2 separate regions of the Mus musculus genome follow, and region 2 is linked to region 1. Evidence: chromatin contacts called from public HiChIP or PLAC-seq data. All regions are on one chromosome and are shown on one strand. The core of a region is the stretch at or near the end of the contact, and the rest is flanking DNA. Distances in the headings are between cores, read along the strand shown.

Region 1 (3,166 bases), core at 487-2,986:
ACAAACTAACAAACAAAAAAACCCACAAAACAAACTGAAAGTGGTTTTTGGGAAGTAGGCCCAGAGCTTTGAAAGAATAGAGGGAAGAGATTTTTTTTTTTCATTGTACATCTTTTTGTAACAGTGGGTTGGAAATACTTGGATTAAAATCCCAAACAGAACAAAACAATCTTTTTTCTTGGCCCTTTTTTGTTGTTGTTGTTGTTTTGTTGTTGTTTTTTTTTCAAGACAGGGTTTCTCTGTATAGCCCTGGCTGTCCTGGAACTCACTCTGTAGACCAGGCTGGCCTCAAACTCAGAAATCCGCCTGCCTCTGCCTCCCAAGTGCTGGGATTAAAGGCGTGCCACCATGCCCGGCTCTTTCTTGGCCCTTCTTTACCTGTAGAATTAAGTCCAAACAGCTTAGAAACATAACCGTGTCACTTAGTGTGGTTCTCAGAACTGTAGCATGGCTATCCCCCTATAGCTTCTTAGAAATGCAGACTCAGGCTGATGAGATAGCTCAGCGGTTAAGAGCACCATCAGCTCTTCCAAAGGTCCCGAGTTCAAATCCCAGCAACCACATGGTGGCTCACAACCATCCGTAACAAAAATCTGATGCCCTCCCTCTTCTGGAGTGTCTGAAGACAGCTACAGCATACACACATATAATAAATAAATAAATCTTTAAAAAAAATGCAGACTCTCAGGTCTGGGGCTGGGGCTGGGGCTGGGGCTGGGGCTAGAGATGGCTCAGCAGGTAAGAGCACATACGACTCTTAGAGAGGACCCGAGTTCAGTCCTAGCACCCATGTTACATAGTTCACAACTCTAAGTCCAGCTTCTAGGGATCTGTTGCCCTTCTGTGGCCTCTAGACACCTGTACTCATGTGTACATATCCCTACATGAACATACTTTTAAAATACTTGTAATTAAGATAGAAAATTATCTTTAAAATTAATCTTTAAAAAAGATTTTAATTCCTGGTAAGGCAGTGGCAGGTGGATTTCTGTGAGTTCAAAGCCGGTCCACTCTACATAGCAAGTTCTAGGCTATGGACCACACAGTGAGACCCTCTCTGTAAAAAAAGAAAAGCCAGACTGTGGTGGCACCTGCCTTTAACCCCAGTAGAGGCAGGAGGATCTCTTAGTTCCAGGACAGCCTGGTCTACAGTGGGTTCTAGGGCTACACAGAAAAACCCTATCTTGGTAAAACAAAACAAAAGCCAATGCAGGACCTCAGGCTCTAACTTGCCAGGGTTTTCAGAGTACCCATATTTACAGTCAGTCTTAGGAAGCACCTCTTTTGTTAGCCCATGTAAGATGAACATCAAGATTTGTGGATTCCTTCAATTTTAATAATGGTTGTTTCTCACTGGCCAGGGGGATTGCCCTTCTATTACTCTTTCAGCTGATTTCTAGATGCTGGGAGGTGTCTGTGAACTGAGTGGCTGTATTCTAGCCCCTGTAACAGGCACAGCTCCTGAGCAGAAAGCCTTCCAAAACCTCTGCAGCCGTGTTACCTCGATTGGGGCTACTTTTCATCCAGAAAATATTTATTAGCTTCCTGCTGCGTGTCTAGTTGGTGCCAACACAGGGAGAAGGCACTGAGCTTTCTTTGAGGTCTTCAGTTCCAAATCCAGGATCACCTAGTCGAACGCCTCCAGGGCTAGAAGTTGTGTGCATACCACTCGGTACCTCGCTCCCCCAACTGCGCGGCTTTTCTGAGCGTTACGGCGCCCTCCTCCTGTTCCCCCACCCCACCCCCCGCGCGGGGCGGGCGGGGATCCACGGGTTTCGCTCCGCGTTCGTAGCAGAGAAGGGAGGACCCTTGGGAACCGGACCCTGGTCGCCCAGTCCTGTTCTGGCTTGGGCCCACATGGAGGGGACCGCGGAGTCCCAGACGCCGGACTTGCGAGACGTGGAGGGCAAGGTGGGCAGGAAGATCCCTGAAGGACTGCTCCGCGGGCTTCGAGGCGAGTGCGAGCTGGGAACCTCTGGGGACGTGCTGCTCCCGGGGGCGCCCAGCACCGGCCACGGCCTAGGGGACAAGATCATGGCGCTGAGGATGGAGCTGGTGAGTGTGGGTGCTACAGGCCACGGGGAACGGGATATTTGTAGGGGCAGGGGCAGGTTCCCGGAGTTGGGCTGGAGAAGAGGGTCCTTCCAAGATCAATCCATACATCCTGGGTTGAAAGCAGAGTGAAGTGACGTCTCATTATTTGTCTCCCAAGGGTGAATGAAGGGTTGATAGGTCCTGAGAACTGAGAGTAGGAGGCACATCTCTTGGAAGTTTTCCCTGCCCAATAATCGGAAGGAGAGAGGCGAGGGCTAAGTAGCACACAAAAAAAACTTAGTACAGCGCAAATTCTTCCCATCGGCATCCGGGGCCACCAATTTCTTCAGACTCCACTATAAGGCAACCGTTTTCTGCCCCCTTCTCTGGCAAACAGGGGAAGAGGTTTTGTTCTTAAGGCCCTAGGGTGTTCGTGTCAGGATTCAGAAAAAAAAAAAAAAAGAGCTTTGGTGAGGTAATACCTGCTGGAAACTGCCTGCACTGGTGGGGCACACTAAAAACCTGTCCTTTTCCTAAGCATCCCACCATCACGGTATTAGACGTTCGAAGACCTTAATAGAGGCACAGTAGCACCACAGTACGAGTTGGTCCTTCACCTGGGGCTCAGTCTCAGACAGAGTCTCAGGGTCTCTGTACCTTCTTGCAGAAAGGGGGAGGAAACAGCCACACCTCCCCACCCCCTTCTCTGGTAGCTGTTGGTCTGGTTTCTGAGCCAAATGGGCAGCCGGGTCCCAGCGGTCTCTCCTGGGGCCCTGGTTCCGGTGAAAGAGATGAATTACACCTGCCACCACTTTGCAGCCAGTTCTGGAGAACTGAGGAACTGCCAGCTACTCACTGGCTCTGAACCAGAAGCCCACACTGGCTTAACAAGTCTTCCTGGGGCCCCACTGTGTGCACAACCTGTGGCAAGCAGATCTGGAAGGGTGGAAGGAAGGACATGGGACCTTGAAGGCAGGTCCAGGGCTTTCATTCTATGGTAAGAGAGGCTAAGAGAACCTTCGGAGCTGAGTGGTCAGAGAGGATCGCTGAGGGCAGGATCTGAATGCCAAGTGTGCATTTGGCTTTGAAGGTTGTATCTGAGTGCCAGATTCTGCTGAGCAGGGCTGTGGCT
Region 2 (3,166 bases), core at 304-2,803, 100 kb before region 1:
GTGAGTTTGAGGCCAGCCCTGTCTACAGAAAAAGCACAAGGATACCCAGGGCTATACACAGAAACTCTGTCTAAAAAACCAAACAACAACAATCTGGGGATTTTGGTTGTAGTAGTTTTGGTTGCACTTGCCTAGTTTGTATGAAGCCTTGGGTCAATCGCCAACACCAAAGGTGGGCAAGCATGACAAAGGATAACAAGTGTTCCACATGGCAGCTAACAACTGTTACTCCAATTTCAGAGAATCCAACACCCCCTTCTGGCCTTCATGAAAGCATGTGCAAAGCAAAGACAAACATATAAGCAAAATACCCACGTAAAATAAAAATCAATAAAGATAACAACTGTTTGCAAAATTATGGTAGTTAAGAAAAAAGAAAGAATAACCATATGACCCAATAGTCAAAAACCAAAAGCAGAATGATATGATCTAACAATTCTACTCTATTTTCATGAAATCAAGTGTTAAGAAGAATACTGTACCCTTGTGTTTGTCATAGCTTTTTTTTTTTTTTTTTTTTTTTTTTTTGGTTTTTTGAGACAGGGTTTTCTCTGTATAGCCCTGGCTGTCCTGGAACTCACTCTGTAGTTTGGAATTCCGAACTTGGAAATCTGCCTGCCTCTGCCTCCTAAGTGCTGGGATTAAAGGCATGCACCACCACTACCCGGCTTCTCATAGCATTTATTCATAAGAAATACAATCTAAATATAAATCAATTCACAAATAGATAAAGCATGGCATTATGTAAAATAAAATATTGTTTGGCCATTAAAAGGGGGTGGGCATCAGGCATGGTGGTGCATGCCTTTCATCTCAGCTTTAAGGAGGCAGAGGTAGTCAGAGCCCTCTAAGTTTGAGGCTAGACTAGTCTACATAGTGAGTTTCAGGACTGTGAGGAGACACAGTGAGACCCTGTCTCAAATATAAGTTGGGGGAGAAGGAGGGATAGGCCTGCAGTTAGGAGTGCGTGGTGCTCTTACAGAGGACTGGATTCTCAACAACCACACCAAGTACTCCAAGGTCATTTTGACATATACACACAAACACACACACACACACAATTTAAAATAAAACTACTACCTTGTTTTTGAGAGCTGGAGCAATTTTCTTAGCAGTTAAGAGTATTTGTTACTCTTTTAGAGGACTCTGCACCCAGTTCAATCCCCAGCATGCACATGGTGGCTCTGTAACTCCAGGTGCAGAGAATGCAATGCTCTCTTCTAGCTACTCTAAACACAAGGCAAAACACCATATACATAAAAGAGAAAAAATAAATCTAAACAATTTTTTAATCTTTAAAAATGTGTAGAGGGTGCTGGGCAGTGGTGGAGTGCACCTTTAATCCCAGCATTCAGGAGGCGGAGGCGGGCAAATCCCTGTGAGTTCAAAGCCAACCCGGTTTACAGAGCAAGTTCCAAGACAGCCAAAGCTACACAGAGAAACACTATGATTCATGGCATGAAAATAGAAAAATGTGAAATAAGCAAGACACAGAAAGACAAATGCAGAATGATTTCATATACATGTAAAATAGTAAGATGTTGATCTACAGTCCTTCCACTTGAGAGGCAAGGAAGCAGGATCTCAAATGCAGGGTCACCCTGAGCTATGTAGAGATCCTTTCTACAAACAAAAACAAAAACAAAAACAAAACAAAACAAAATCGGGGGCTGGAGAGATGGCTCAGCAGTTATGAGCACTGACTGCTCTTAACTGAGTTCCAACTCCAGCAACCACATGGTGGCTCACAACCATCCGTAATGAGATCTGGCGCCCTCTTCTGGGGTGCCTAGAGACAATTACAGTGTACTTACATATAATAATAAATAATCTTTAAAGAAAAAAAAGTGCCTGGCAAACACAGAAGTGGATGCTCACAGTCAGCTATTGGATGGATCACAGGGCCCCCAATGGAGGAGTTAGGGAAAGTACCCAAGGAGCTAAAGGGATCTGCAACCCTATAGGTGGAACAACAATATGAACTAACCAGTACCCCCAGAGTTTGTGTCTCTAGCTGCATATGTATCAAAAGATGGCCCTTGGTCTTGCAAACTTTATATGCCTCAGTACAGGGGAACGCCAGGGCCAAGAAGTGGGAGTAGGTGGGTAGGAGAGTGGGTGGGCGAGGGTATGGGGGACTTTTGGGATAGCATTTGAATTGTAAATGAAGAAAATATCTAAAAAAAAGTGGGAGATGGCGGGTTGGAGATGAAGCTCAATGGTAGAGTACTTACTTGCCTGTCATGCTCAAGACCATGGGCTGGAAAAGGTAGAGAGATTTTTTTTTTAACATAAATCTCTTTAACCTGATCTAAGCATTAAGATAGATATCATATGGTATCCAACATATGTATACAGTTTTCATGTATAGCTTAAAAATAATTTTAAAATATACATATATATGTATATGTATGTATATATATATATATATATATATATATATATATATATATATATATATATGAATGAAGGCTAACAAGAGTTTTCTCTGAGGCTTTCCTATTTATTTATTCAATTATTTATTTATTTTGGTTTTTTTTTTTTTGAGACAGGGCTTCTCTATGTAGCCCTGGCTATCCTGGAACTCATTCTATAGGCCAGGCTGGCCTGGAATTCACTAGCAAGCTCCCTGTTCTTTTGTCACTCCACTGTGGGGAAAACCCCAAAACCCTGTTTCTATTATTACTATGCCACAGCTTCTGAATTCTCCTGAAGGAAATTACAACAGTTTAGAAAATCATGCCACTTCCAATTTATAGTTTCTAATGGTAACTGAGATTACTATTTTGTTAGCAATTTATCCACATGCCTCTAAGCAGTGACCTTTCCATCCCACAGAGTGGCCAATGGTCACTCTAATCTGATCCCAGGAAGATATACTCCAAGATCTCAAATGAATACCTAAAGCCATAGATAACATCTGAATCTAATAGAAACTATCTTCTCCTGTACATATATACCTATGACAAAGTTAAACTTATAAACTAAATGTATGAGATTAAGAAAATACAAAAATTACAATATACTGTTAATAAAAAGGTTTTATGAATGTGGTTTCCCTTGGAATATCTTATTATGCTTTATCCACCCTTCCTCTAATGCTGTGCGATGACGGCACAACGCCTAAATGATGGGGTAAAGGGTGGTAACTGAGGAAGGCATAGCG

The links. HiChIP or PLAC-seq counts read pairs in DNA pulled down with a chosen protein or histone mark.
Region 2: an H3K4me3 HiChIP or PLAC-seq map of bone marrow-derived macrophages shows a contact between it and region 1, with 3 times the contacts expected there. The contact joins the enhancer-like site here to the promoter of Lurap1 in region 1. A contact is called at or near these places in 6 of 39 promoter capture datasets (the C10 cell line, cranial neural crest, embryonic stem cells and 2 more), 3 of 15 datasets of contacts at CTCF or cohesin (CD8 T cells, the NIH/3T3 cell line and large pre-B cells), 4 of 484 Hi-C or Micro-C datasets (the CH12 cell line, LSK cells and embryonic stem cells), 8 of 115 datasets of contacts at active chromatin or transcription factors (CD4 single positive thymocytes, the SCID.adh cell line, bone marrow-derived macrophages and 3 more) and 3 of 9 other capture datasets (adipose tissue, liver and pancreatic islet).

What each region holds. Positions count from the first base shown.
Region 1 is chr4:116,143,186-116,146,351 of GRCm38.p6, reverse strand. It overlaps Lurap1 (leucine rich adaptor protein 1), which reads left to right and starts at 1,736. Exons shown (of 2, transcript NM_026547.1): 1 at 1,736-2,055. The coding sequence starts at 1,858.
Region 2 is chr4:116,244,723-116,247,888 of GRCm38.p6, reverse strand. All of the region lies in intron 1 of Pik3r3 (phosphoinositide-3-kinase regulatory subunit 3), which reads right to left. Among named protein-coding and RNA genes, the nearest start is that of Pik3r3, 25 kb to the right of the region's middle. Within about 2 kb of position 1,553, at least 3 of the 459 cell types and tissues checked have an H3K27ac peak or open chromatin away from gene starts, as enhancers often do. A contact at or near this core is called in the SCID.adh cell line and bone marrow-derived macrophages, where this site is marked.